2 separate regions of the Mus musculus genome follow, and region 1 is linked to region 2. Evidence: chromatin contacts called from public promoter capture Hi-C data. All regions are on one chromosome and are shown on one strand. The core of a region is the stretch at or near the end of the contact, and the rest is flanking DNA. Distances in the headings are between cores, read along the strand shown.

The links. Promoter capture Hi-C pulls out the DNA fragments that hold promoters and counts their contacts.
Region 1: a promoter capture Hi-C map of cranial neural crest shows a contact between it and region 2. A contact is called at or near these places in 1 of 39 promoter capture datasets (cranial neural crest) and 1 of 484 Hi-C or Micro-C datasets (B cells).

Annotation. Positions count from the first base shown.
Region 1 is chr19:8,720,177-8,726,723 of GRCm38.p6, forward strand. It overlaps Snhg1 (small nucleolar RNA host gene 1), which reads left to right and starts at 3,311. Exons shown (of 10, transcript NR_002896.3): 1 at 3,311-3,330; 2 at 3,965-4,013; 3 at 4,227-4,307; 4 at 4,496-4,545; 5 at 4,838-4,870; 6 at 5,046-5,080; 7 at 5,309-5,347; 8 at 5,606-5,650; 9 at 5,891-5,926; 10 at 6,063-6,150. LOC115489078 (a small nucleolar RNA gene) reads left to right here and starts at 3,817; the gene lies at 3,817-3,888. It overlaps LOC115489084 (a small nucleolar RNA gene), which reads left to right and starts at 4,075; the gene lies at 4,075-4,149. It overlaps LOC115489083 (a small nucleolar RNA gene), which reads left to right and starts at 4,356; the gene lies at 4,356-4,425. It also overlaps Snord22, LOC115489082, LOC115489081, LOC115489086, LOC115489087 and a transcript of Slc3a2 not described here.
Region 2 is chr19:3,570,905-3,578,383 of GRCm38.p6, forward strand. It overlaps Ppp6r3 (protein phosphatase 6, regulatory subunit 3), which reads right to left and starts at 4,845. Exons shown (of 24, transcript NM_028999.1): 1 at 4,737-4,845. n-TAagc9 (a tRNA gene) reads left to right here and starts at 5,359; the gene lies at 5,359-5,431.

The DNA.
Region 1 (6,547 bases), core at 2,061-4,560, 5.1 Mb after region 2:
GCAAGGGAGCAACGTTTCTTTACAGAAGTATTAGTCAAACTGGATTGTAGCCTTACAATAACAAAGGGGGCACTGAAACACCGTAAGGGGAGAAGTGAACAGTTGGGGTTTTGTTGTTGTTTTGTTTTTAAATTTATGTGTAAGGGTGTTTTGTTTACATGGATGTCTGTGCACCATGTGCCTGTCTGGTGCCCTTGGAGACCAGAAGAAGGTGTCAGATTCCCTGGAACTGAAGTTACAGATAGTTGTTAGCTGCCATGTGGGTGCTGTGAATTGAACATTCAAGCTACAATTTAGAAGAATGGACTAGAAGGGAACAAACTGGCGAGTGACAGTTCAACAAAAGCCGTAGGGGTAAGATTGGGACTGTGTCTCAGCTAGTGGCGGGCTGGCTAGAACAGAGAAAGTCCTGGGTTTGAACCTCGCTGCCTCGTAAAACCTGGTATCGTGGCACACACCTGCAGTCTCAGTCCTCAAAGTAGAGGCACGAGGATCCGAAGTTCAAAGCCAGCTCATCCTCGGCTAGATATCGAGTTCCAGGCCAACCCAGGCTACCTAAGAACATGACTCAAAAACAAAACCATGGGCTGTGTGAAGTCTCATCGGGTAAAAATACTTGCTCCACAACCCTGAGGGCCTGAGTTCAACCCCTGGGACCCAAACTGTAAGGACAGAACTGACTCCTCTAAGTTGACCTGTGACTTCCAGATATGCTAAAGCATGCACACTCCCCCATCCACAACATACAGCCACACACACACACACACACACACACACACGAATAAATAAGAAAAAAAGCAATGAGTTAAGGTGTAATTTTTAAAAGTTGAAACACAGCTCAATATAAACACAAGATGAAACACATGATTTTATTCAACTTATTAATTAAAGAACAAATAACTCAAAAGAGAATTCTAGGAAATGAAAATAGTATTTCAGTCAAGAATGCTTATATGAGCCAAGTGTGGTGGCATGCCTTTAATCCCAGCACTAGGGAGGCAGACAGAGTTGCCTTATTTATTGGTTCCCTTCTCCCAGATCCTGTTGGATATATAGACAGACATACATACATACATACATACATACATACATTCTCACACACACACACACACACACACACACACACACACACACACACACGTGTGTATGTGCATATCACTCTTCTCATCTGGAAAATGGAATGATTCTGTTTTGGTTTGCTTTTGTTTTCTTTTCCTTTTAATTTTTATTTATGTGTATGTTTGTGTATTCACAAATATATGCCACATGTGTACAGGTGCCCAAAAAGGCCAGAAGAGTTAGATTGCCTGGAGCTGGGGTTCAGGTGGCTATAAGCCACATAACATGGGTACTAAGAACTAAACTTAGGTCCTCTACAAGAACACCATTTGATCTGAACTGCTGAATCATCACTTCAACCCCAGTTGTAAACACTACAGAATCCACGCTAAAAAAAAAGCTGGGCTGTGATGTTGCACACCTTTAATCCCAGCACTCAAGAGGTAGAGGCAGGTGGATCTCTGTGAGTTTGAGGCCAGACTAGTCTATAAAGTAAGTTCTAGGACAGCTAGGACTACACAGGAAAATCCTGTCTCAAAAAACAAAGACAAAGCTGGGCGTGGTGGCGTATGCCTTTAATCCCAGAACTCGGGAGACAGAGGCAGGCGGATTTCTGAGTTCGAGGCCAGCCTGATCTACAAAGTGAGTTCCAGGACAGCCAGGGCTATACAGAGAAACCCTGTCTCGAAAAGCCAAAAAAAAAAAGACAAAAATTAAAATACTTTTTTTTTCTTTTTTGAGACAGGGTTTCAACTATGTAGCCCTGGCTGACAAGAACTCATTATGTGGTACATGCTGAGCCGCTGAGCTCCTCAAACTCCTCCTGAGCCTGCATCCCTAGGGCGGGACTAAAGGCATGAATCAACATGCCCAGCATTATTTTTTCTTAATTAAACTTTAGATGTGTATGTACCACGTGTGTGTCAGGTGCCCATGGAGGCCAGAAGTGGGTACTGGATCCCTTGGAACTGGAACTGCAGATGGCTACTAGCTGGGAATTGAACCAGGGTCTTCTGCAAGTGCTGATTTTGAAATCAGGCTGCCTGGATTTATACCTTGGATCTGATACTGTTTATCTGGGTAACAGTCAGCAAATGACTTAACCTCTCTGGGACCCGAGCTTCTCACCCATAACTGTACCTTACCACCTTCCAACTTGGATTATTAAGTGAGGTCATGCAGAAGAGCAATTAGTATGAGAGTAATGATAATTGTTCGAAAGGCAAGCTTCTGCATATAGATGTTTGCTATATGCATATGACTATAATGCTACTGCACACTCTCAATAACCAGTCTATAGCTGCGACTTAGAAAACTGGTAAATTCTAATGATTGTTCCCCCCAGAGCTCTTTATATCTAAGACCACCCATGCATAAAATGAGGGTTATCCCTAACTTTTAGGAGTGTGGAATATTAACTCATATTGGGTGCTTTAAACGGTAAGCCCAGTTGTGTGGAGAATTGTCAGCCTCAGTAGTATAGCACTTATCTACACATGCACATAGCAGCAGCTTTAATCTATAGCACTGCTAAAAACAAAACATGCAACATGCTCCATAAATGACATCTAAATGCTGGCCCTACTTCATTCAATCCGGGCCAAGAACATGGCGAAAATAGACCAGGAAGCAAAACACAAAAATCGGTCTCCAGAATGACGTAGGGCTTCTAGTCCCGACTGGGTTTCCCTAAAAGGCTTCATGCAAGGAAGCGAAAATCCAACCGAGCTCAGCCCAGGGCCCAGTACCTGAGTCGCCCGCTGCGCTGACAACCTGGACATCAAGCCCCGTCTGCGCGCTGGGCGGCTGGCGGGGAACCGAGACACCGTCGGTGGAGTGTTCAGTAGGTTCAGGATCCATAGAGATGGATCAACACGCGGCTTAGCGTGAGTGAGGGTGAGAAATCGCCTCAACGTATGGATATTGGTAGTTGTGACCCAGACAGTCGAGCTGTATGGGTCGCGAACCAAAATCTCCAGCGATGACGTTTTACCCGCAGTGAGTAAGAACCGCCTAGCCGCAGCGCCAAAGGCGTAGCGTCGCACTCCCCTAAAGCGCCTGCGCCTCTTTTTCGCGCTGCAAAATCAGAGGCGGAGCTCTCCGCACGCCCCTTTGGGCGGATTCCTCTACCCACAATTCCTCCGGCTCGCACACCGCTTACCTTAGCGCCTGCGTGAGTCCTAGTCCCACCTCCAAATCCCGTGGGCCTTTGCGAGATGCTATTTATAGGCCACACGTTGTTCTTGTCGGCCTCATTTTTCCTTGTTCGGGGTAAGTACTCTACGTCTTTATGTGCTGTAGTTTTCACTTTGTTTTTTTCTTGTCTTTCTCTTTTTTTTTTTTTTTTTGGTTTTTCGAGACAGGGTTTCTCTGTATAGTCCTGGCTGTCCTGCTGAAACTCACTTTATAGACCAGGGTGGCCTCGAACTAAAATCCGCCTGCCTCTGCCACCCGAGTGCTGCGATTAAAGTCGTGCGCCACCACGCCTGGCTCTTGTCTTTCTCTTAATCAGCTTTCCTATAACTGCGGCTGGCTTTTATCACAAACACCTATCTGTCACTGTTGTGAACCGCCGCCTGTATTTTCTTACGTAATGTTTATTTCTGGTGATTTAAAAGACCCTCGTGGGCAGCGTTAATAAATGTGGACTTTGGTAATCTGTTCCGTAGTCTTAGCGGGGAGACCATGTTAGGGCATTCAAGACCTAAAGATGACAGGATTTTGTGAAGGACAAAATGGTGGCGGCAGTGCAAGGCCACCCCCTATGATGAGGACCTTTTCACAGACCTGTACTGATATATCTGTGAGGATAAGTAACTCTGAGGAGGCTGGCCCTACATCACAGCCTTCTCATCCTTTAGAGATTTCTTGGTGTAGAAGTAACCCGATGCTAACTTCTCTACAGGTTTGAGGTGCCACCTTACAAAAGGATGGGTGTACGCTCTCTTTTCAGAGTAAGTAGTGTTAATGGTTTTACCAGATTTTTTTGGTTGTTGAGTATAAGTTGTGTGTGTGCTACGGGGATGATATGAAAACTGAACTCTCTCTTTCTGATGGTTTAGTGGAGAAAACAAAAATTCTCTGAGTAGCACAATCTGTGGCAGGTATTTGGATTGTTTGGCATAAAGTCTTTTATTGAAGTTTGGGGTTTTTTTTTTCTGTTCTAGATGTGGTTCATCTCAAAGCCCTTTACACTTTGGAGCCAGGCCTGTTCAATTTTACAAATAACACGTTTTGCTTGTAGTCAGGTAGGTATTGATGGTTGGTGCTTCCTTAGGGAACATATTTAGATGGCCACTTAATGATGAACAATGTAAATGACAAGCATATGGCTGAGTTGCAATGATGTCATCTTACTACTGAAATGGGCTGAAGAAAGAAGGTGCTGAGGTGGCTGTGATTACATTTAAAAATGACATTGTTTCTCTGTTTCCAGGGTGCTGTGACAACATGAAGAGTTCGAGCTACCTCCCAGGATGAGTGCAGGTAATTGTCCAAGTAGAGCTTAGGGTTTCCCTAGGGAAAATAGTCAAGACAGACATTGAAGCAGCACAACACTTTTTTGCTGCTTACTATTTGTATTTCTAGAGGACACATTATGTTAAGGCCTTTGTTCTCTTAAAAACTCAACTGTCAGATGATTTGAAATGATGACACTGAACACTCCGTGAAGGTGTGAATTTATAGCATGTTAGAGTTCTGATGGCAGTTAGTGCTGACAGACAGATTGTAATTCTGTCCTGATGGTTGAAAATAACTACTTGTTACTCTTCCACAGGTTTTCCTGGTGACAAATCTCAGGCATTCAAAGGTTAGTTAGATTATTTTGGATGGGGTTTGTTCACTAGGTTTGCTGTTTCTATGATGAATCAAACTAGCTCACTATGACTGCTAATGAAAACACAGGAACACCTGAGAAACCAAAGGGTAGTGTGGGGGCAAGGGCCTTATATCCAGCCTTTTCAAGGTTTGTTATTTTTCTCCAGGTTCTGTTAGCAGTGCCATACTTGTGGGTTTACAGGTGAGTGATTCCAGTGTGTGGTGTGGTGTATGTGCATAGCATTGGACTGGGGTGGGGGGACCTAACTGAGAACGTACTTTGTGTATATATGATGACTTTCATAGAATCTCGTTCGGCTGATGATTGCTGTTGAGACTTGGAAATCTGATTTTTCTCAGAATGATGGGTTAGATAGGAACAAGCTGTTGCAGGATTTTTAACATTGCTGATGACTGTCTTGTTTTTCAGAGATGGTGTGTCTGGCTGAGAACAAAGGAGCCGTACCAGGTATATGTCTTAGTAATGCTTTTTGTAGTATAAGGTTGAATATATAATACTTAGACCTAGTGAATTCCTGCTCACCCTGATGAACTGAATACCGCCCCAGTCTGATAGCTGTGGAGAAAGGTATTTTCTGAGTTGTGAGCTCATTTTGGATCAAGTAGGAAATTTTTTATGCTAATACTAGCATAGTATTAATACTAGCATAAGCTTTTGTAAAAGAAGCTTAAGCATTAATGGCCCAAATTGTTTGCTATTTTGTAGGAAAGTTGAAGCATATCTTCATTTTCAAGTCCAGGCTAAAATAAGGTGAGAAAACTTAGATGAAAAGTATGCTGAACTATAATTTCCCCATGAAGAAATGTTCACACGTCCTACTTCCTGTCCTAGCTCCAGAGCCTGAAAAGGTGAACCCACTGGGGCTGGCTGGGGGAAAAGAGGAAACTTTGTTCCAGAAGGAACTGTCTGAGGGATCATTTTTGTGCGTAGAAAGGGAAGAATTCTCACTTGATTAAAGAGGAATCAAAAGGTGATTTACTTGTTTTACAGGTCTGAGGAAAAGAATGAGCTGCGTGTGAAGGATAGGTAAGCCCTTCAAATCATTAAAATGGGCGGCGCAGGGTTGGGGGAAACTGGTTACCTAGACAGCCTATAGTCTCTTCTGATAGTGAATGTAGGATGATTTTGCTTTCTACTCCTAATTCAAATTTTTATCTTGCAGGAACAGAAATCATGAAAGATCTGTTTGTCCAGGCCAGTGTTTCACCATAAGAGATCACTTTAAAATAAATGATGAAATAATTCTTTGCAATTGCAAATTTACCTTCCTTGCTTACCACATTGTTAACTGTAGGAGCTGATACCTGGTTCTTCCACTGTTAACTTGTACTCTGTGTTTGTTCTAGCAATAAATGCTCTTTATGCTATTTATTGTGATGGCTTATTTGATTTGGGTGGATCCTAAAAAGTCTTGGTTTCACTAAGGTAAAAACCCTCTACTTGGTGATTTCTTTAGCAGGACTATTGAGTCTGGAGTAATGGCACCTGAGCTTTGTATCAGCAAGGCAGGAAATCTGGCTAAGAATTCCCTAGGTCAATTATACTGTGATATGCAGAAATTGACTTACTAAGGGTTCCTTTTATATAACAAAAGTTTCTGTGAAACTCATCCTGCAATTACCAAGAAACCCCCATTTCTTGCCAAGA
Region 2 (7,479 bases), core at 3,595-6,094:
ACTGATGTTTAGGGCCGGATGGTGGCAAGGGATGGAGAGGGTAAGCAGGTGGGTTTACAATATTCTGTGCATTGCAGGTTTAACAGTAAGTAGCTTTGACCTCCACCCTCTACAGCACACCAGAGGTACGATAAGCCAAAAAGAATGCTTCCTGAGGGGAAAAATAGTTGGAATACCCTCACCTAGTATAAAGTACTTGCCTAGCACGAGTAAGACTATAGGTTCAATTCCCAGTACCACAGCAACAAGAAAAAATCATTTTACTGATTATTTTTGAAGGAGGGAGAGCTGTTTCATTGTTTCTTTGAGACAGGGTCTCATTACATGGCCCAAAATTACCTTGAACTCCAGCTCTTCCTGCCTCTGCCTCCCAAGTGCTCACAGGTGTGTTCTACTATGCCTAGCTTCATTTCTTTGGGTACTATGGATAGAGGTCAGAGCCTCATGCATCTTGATCAAGTAAGTGCCTTACAGAGCCAGACCTCCCAATCCAAGGCAATCTTTGTAGCAAAGAAATGCTTCAAGGGGCTAGAGAGATGGCTCAGTGGTTAAGGACACTGACTGCTTTTTTTTTAAAGACTTATTTATTTATTTATTTATTATATGTGTACACTATAGCTGTCTTCAGACACTCCAAGAAGAGGGCATCAGATTTTTGTTACGGATGGTTGTGAGCCGCCATGTGGTTGCTGGGATTTGAACTCAGGACCTTTAGAAGAGCAGTTGGCACTCTTAACCGCTGAGCCATTTCACCAGCCCCACTGACTGCTTTTTGAGAGTTCTTGAGTTCAATTCCCAGCAACCACACAGTAGCTCACAACCATTTGTAACAGGATCCAATGCCCTCTTCTAGAATGTCTGAAGACAGTTACAGTGTACTCATATACATAAAATAAATTCTTTAAAAGAAAGAAAGAGGGCTGGAGAGATGGCTCAGTGGGTAAGAGCACCCGACTGCTCTTCCAAAGGTCCGAAGTTCAAATCCCAGCAACCACATGGTGGCTTACAACCATCCGTAATGAGATCTGACTCCCTCTTCTGGAGTATCTGAGGATAGCTACAGTGTACTTACATGTAATAAATAAATAAATCTTAAAAAAAAAAAAAAAGAGTACTGACTGCTCTTCCAAAGTCCTGAGTTCAAATCCCAGCAACCACATGGTGGCTCACAACCATCTGTAATGGGATCTGACGGCCTCTCTGGTGTGTCTGAAGACAGCTACAGTGTACTAATAAATAAATAAATAAATCTGAAAGAAAGGAAGGAAGGAAGGAAGGAAGGAAGGAAGGAAGGAAGGAAGCAAGCAAGCAGGCAGGCTTGAGAGATGGTTCGGCAGTTAAAAGCACTGGCTGATTGCTCTTCCCGAGGTTCTGAGTTTAATTCCCAGCTACCACATAGTGGCTCACAACCATCTGTAATGGGATCTGATGCCCTCTTCTGGTGTGTCTCAATACAACTACAGTGTGCTCATATAAATGAAATAAAATTTAAAAACAAAAACAAAAAGAAATGCTTAAATTACCCTTGTCTATACACATTATATTCAAGTATTCTGTTCCACATAAACATGTACATATCATGGGTTCGTGAAACAGAAAGGAAAGTCAATTGACATCGAGATAGAACATATATATAACTGCAAGTCAAGAGGTCTGATCAATATTCTTGGTACATTCTGCCAGGCGTGGTAATCCCAGCACTCGGGAGGCAGAGGCAGGCAGATTTCTGAGTTTGAGGCCAGCCTGGTCTACAGAGTTCGTTCCAGAACAGCCAAGGATATACAGAGAAACCCTGTCTGGAAAAACAAAACAAAACAAAACAAAAAAAAACAAAACAAAACAAAATGTGCTCCATTCTAAGGAAAAGCAGCTCCTCAGCCTCCAGTGCAGCTGAGCTCTCGCCACCCAGGCCAGGCCAGGCTCCTGCCCTCTTTAGAAAGTAAACTTGGTGCTGAGTTTTAGTTGAACAGATATCTGAAAGGACTTCTTTATCATTTATTCTTCTGAAATGTAGTAAAATGAAAAACTATAGATCAACACACACGGGTAACATCTAAGATTTCAACTATCTCAACTACTAAGTTAATCATAAAAAAATCCAAGTTGATTATCAACCCTAACAAATACTGTTTTAAGGAAGAAATGCTTACTTGTCATAACCCACTTTTCTAGAGGAACTGCTAAAAGGCATCTTAAAGTAGCTAAGGAAACCCCACTTAAAGTCTTAACTTCAGTGCTATGCATTTTTTGCCCAACTATAGACTACTTCTTAAGTACTCAATTAATGCAAACTAGCAAGCCTTGTTTTTGTAGCAGATTGGTTTTTGTGCAGTTGGGCAGGGGGTGCTTTACTTTATACAAAAGCTAAAGTCGGTTAAAGCAATCAGTATACTCAAGTCTACTTGAGATGTATTCCATTAAAATACGCTTCCTCAGTGCATAAAGCAATCTAAGCAATTATCACCAAGAGTTGTCCTCTTTTCATGTACCATGGAGAAAGCAGAGAGCAGACATTTAAAAAGCTGAATTTAAGGATAACTGGATGAGTGAAAGACACTAGGGTCCCTGGCCAGACACAGTGAAGTGAGGGATAGGTCCCAAAGCACCCAGGAACAACAGCCACTCCCCAAGCTACAAGCTGAGCACATCCTTTCCGAAGTGGTTGGGACTACAACATCAGATTCAGATTCTGAAGGCTGGCAGCCTTTACCAGTTTAAGTTCCCTAATAGAAACTGCTACACAATCTAAGTTTCATACTCAAAAGCTGTCAGGTTTCAGAGCATTCAGAAATTAGGCATATTTAACCTGTACCTTTGCTGAAGCTCTCAAGACTGCAGCTTTTCAATTGCAATAACAACCAGGAAAATCTAAGAAATCCTCATATTATGATTTGGGGCAACTACACAGAAGCAGTGCCTAGAAGCAGCAGAGGAGGGGTGCTGTTTAAGATCCTGAAGGTGTTTTCTATGCATAAGTACTGGTTTAGACAAAACGCTTTCAAGTGATTTAATAGATTTTCAACATCTCATGGAAAAATTAAAATAACTTCCAGTAATTTTTTTTAGCCCAGCTGATCCTTAAACACATGGCTTTCCTAATTGTACCTAAACACTTAAAAGTTAATTTTGAACTAGGTGTGGTGGTACACACCTCTATTCATAATGCTTGTCAGGTAGAGGCAGCAAGATCAAGAATTTGAGGCAGCCTTAGCTGAAAAGGAAAGTCAAGAACATTCTAAACTACTATCATCTCAAAAAATAACTAAATAATGAGTCCGGTGCAGTGGTGCATGACTTTATTAATCCCATTATTAAAGGCAGAAGCAGTAAAGATCTTCCCACCACATAGTGAGACCCTGCCTCAAAAACAAACAAAATCATCAAGATCAAGTTGAATTTGAGAGGTATGGTCACCACTGAGCTGATTCTATTCACAAAGCACGATTCTAGCTGCTTTGTGCTAACATATTTACATATATACTCAGTTACAGTCTAATATGAACATGTTAGATAAAATTGGGACCTAACATGAGATAAACTTATGAAACAAACTTATTTTCATGGGTTACAGGGGCAGCAAAGAGGACTAATTCGCCCAAGGTCACAGGACTAGAAAGTGACAAAGGAAGATGTAATTTTCAGGTGGCCCATAAGAAAGCTCAAACACCACTGGCAACAGGGATCTTGCACCTTGCAATTTCAAGGAACATTTTAGTGGAAGGAGATCTTAAGTTCCTTTCTTACGGGCTGTGTCAACTGCAACATGACCTTGAGGGCAAAAACCAAAGTAAACTTGACTTAAGAAAATGAAACAGTATCCATATTAACAAGTGCTCTGATGCAAGGAAACCTTCTAAGTGTCCCCTCCCCCAAGCCAAAGCAAAACATAAACAAAGCTCTGGCCCATTCTAAAGAGACCACAGCAGGTAGGCGGCAAATGACAGTAGGACATGCGGTGGAGAAGTACAGACACAGAGCTACCGAGACCACTCATTCTGTCCCACCTACAACTTCAAGTCCAAGTTCTAATGAAAGACAACGGGACTGGGGAGAAAAAGACCTCCAAGTTAACAGTGAGCCGAGCTTTAAAAGCGAGGTGCTTGAAGCCACAAGAAGGGTAACTCCTCACTTCAGCTCCAAAACACCAGGGAATCTCCAATGCCCGCGTCTGTATAAAAGAGAGACTCAACGGCGGAGGATGAAGATTCACTGCGATGGCCCCGAGAGACTCGGAACTGGTTTTTGTGTGTTCCGATGACTCTGCTAATGCCCAGAAACCCACACAACTTGTTTCTCAGAGGACAAGAGTCCAACAAAAGCCTTCGCGAAGCTCTCCAGCGAGTTGACAAGCTCCAGGAGATCCCGAGAAGTCGCTGTGAAGGCCCGGGCGCGGGAGCCGGGGAGCTCGCCCAGGACCCCCGACTTGGCTCGGGGCGCGCCTCGCCTCGCCTGGGCTCCCGCCGAGCCAAGCCCAGAGTCACCTCGGCGTCCAAAGTTCGCAGTCGGCTCGGCTGACTGCCAACGCTCGGCCCGGCTGACAGGAGCGGGCGGCCCGGTCCTGGCCAGGACTGGACGCCGCCTCCCGGGCCGCCGAAGCTGCCGATTCCGGGGGGGAGGGGAAAGGGGCCGGGACGCTCCCTCCCCACGCCGCCGGGACCGGACCACCGCCACGATCGGTCGGCCGCTTGCCCGCGCGACCCGCACACTCCGCGCCACCGCCCCCTCCCCTGAGTTACCTGGAGGCGCCCAAGACCCGCAGTTAGTCGCGCTCAGGCGGGAAAAAGGTTCACCGACACCATCAGCGAAGCGCCCAAAATGGCGGACGTATCAAGCAGGCCTTGAGTTACCCCCGCCCTCCCTCCGGCCGCCCCGCAGCCAATCACAGGATAGACCCCGCCCCTTCACACGGATCATTGGCTTGTCTCTCCCGCCCCCCACAACCTATTGGACCGCCCAGCGGTTCCCTCGACTCCACTTCGATTGGCTTTGAGGTCTTGTCAGTCAAACGCGAGAGGCGCATTCTTTTTCCCATGGTCTTGACGGATCCGGAACCTCTAGACCCCGGAGTCTGAGAAACAAGTCAGAAATTGGGAGAAGCTTAGGCTGGGTCCCTCTGCCCCGTAGCAACAGCGGGGCCTCGCGTGACAGACGCTTGGGACCACCAATCCGCATAGTCAATGTAGTTTAAAACAAATGAACCAAACCAATCCCGGCTGTGTAGCTCCGGATGCGAAGAAGCCAATGGGGTAACACAATGACAGCAGGCGGTGGGGTAACGGCCGCGGGGGACGAGGGGGGGGGGAAAACCGGTGATGACGTGAGTCACAATACAACCTGCGACGGAAGTTAATTATAGCTGGGGAATTAGCTCAAATGGTAGAGCGCTCGCTTAGCATGTGAGAGGTAGCGGGATCGATGCCCGCATTCTCCATAGCATAGTTTTATCGAAGACCTTCAATTAAATTACTTCAGACAAAGTAGAGTGGCATCCCTGAAAATGGGGTCAAAATGTAAGGTTTCTTAATACAAAGGAAACCAGGCTGTATCTTTTGTCACAGAGAAGAATTTTACACATGAATTTCTTCCAACTGCTAGTGTCCTATACGTATAGTACTACACATTTACCTTGCCCCAGAACTGGGGTCCTGGACATCAGGGTCCCTACTCTCAAGTCTTGCACTTAACCACTGTCATGGCTAATCCTGGTTTTTAATTCTCCTGGGGCTGTCTAAAAAGGTGAAACTGAGCTGACCACAAGCATTCTCTACCTCCTGGCTGGTTGTGATGTGATGTGATGTGATGTGACGGGCAGACTCCCACACCTGCTCCCTTGACTTCCCTGCCATATTGGCCTCGACCTGTGAGACAAAATGAACCTTTTCTCCCTAAAGTTGCTGTTGTCAGAATATTTTATCACAGCAACAGGAAAAGATACCAAGGTGCTCCCCTTGGGTCCCTATGAATAATCTGCCTGGTTCAGTGTGGACAGGACCATAAGTTCAGGCACGCTGCAGCTGGCCACCATAGTCAACAAAGTCTCTGAGTCTTGGAAGTCTTTCATGAAGCAGGCCTTCCCATGCCATCTGGAAAGCAAGTGACCAAGGTGATCAAGCTAAGGGACAGACTCTTTTGGGAAAGTAGTAAGTCATAGGACAGGACAGAGCTCTAAATCCCTGGGGTGTTGGTAGCAGGGAGGGGAAGGGTGTTACAGAGACCCCAGGGTGGGGCCTTGGAGCTTCAAAGGCAGGACGAGCCCAGCTATGATGGGAGACTGGATAGCAGAGGTAGCTGAGTCACACAGACCTTGAGTGGCAATGCTCACACCTCAGACAGGGAGCAGTTGCCTGCATATCTCTTCCAGTAGGTCCAGCAGTCCCAGGCCCAGGCTTCACTGAAGCTCAGAGAGCACAGAGCTTATCTCCTGAGTGTCTCCTCTAGGCCACCTCTAGGCATCTATCCCCTGGGAAAATGACAGAGCCTAGCCCTTGGACTGGAGGAGACAGGACCTGCCTTGTTGGACACTCAGTGCTTTCTCCGGGTTCCCAGTCTCTGAACCCCCCCCCACCCCTGTTCTTTACACGGGGTCCAGCATGCTTGAGTCCTCCACCTCACTCATTCTGGCTCTGAATTCCACTACCAGGATAACAAGAGAGGGCTGTGCAGTTATGCAAACCCACCCTGGCCTCCAGTCCACCTTCCAAGAGAGCTGTTCCTGGAAGCAGATTCCAGAAAGAGTTCATTGCTAGTAGATCCACATCATAGTCCCCATTGTACACACTAGCTAACTACGGACCAGAGCATTCTGTCACCAGAGGCCATATAGGGGTTGGGTGACCTTGGCCAGGTGACCTAACCTTTCTGACTCTCCAGTTCTCAGAAGTACAAGTGATAACAACTATCAGCCAGGGTCAAGCACACCACTCCAGGCACTTAAGAGAGGCAATAAATGTTAACTCTGGAACGCAGAGGCTAGAAGGCTTGCCTGAGGCCACAGAAGTAGTAACAAACATTGTTAAAACTGAGGCCTATTGATAAAGAGTTAAGGTAGCAGAAAGTTCAGGGCAGGGCAGCAGTTAAAGGCTGGACCCTGGCAGGAAGGACCAGCTGGGGGTGAGAGGGGACAGCTTGGAGTGGGAGTGGGCCTGCCTTCTGTGCTATCTGTGAAGACAAAGCCCAACTGCCTCACTGAACCAAACCAGCCCCCTCCCACCATCTGGGTGAGTCATACAGTGGTCCACCAAACCACCATCCCTTCATTCATTTGTAGTGAAGACACCTGCTGGCATCTGCTTTGCCTTTTTTCTCCCAGACTCAGGTGGGTTCCAGGGACATACATATTACAACTAAGAGATAACCTGTCACCTCACTAAGACCAGGGTAGTTAGCCCATAAGTTGTCAAATATGGTGTACTCATTCCTAACCTAGCCAGGCACGTTGAAGTCAGGGAGAGCTTGCTAGGGAAGGAGGTGCCTGAGCCT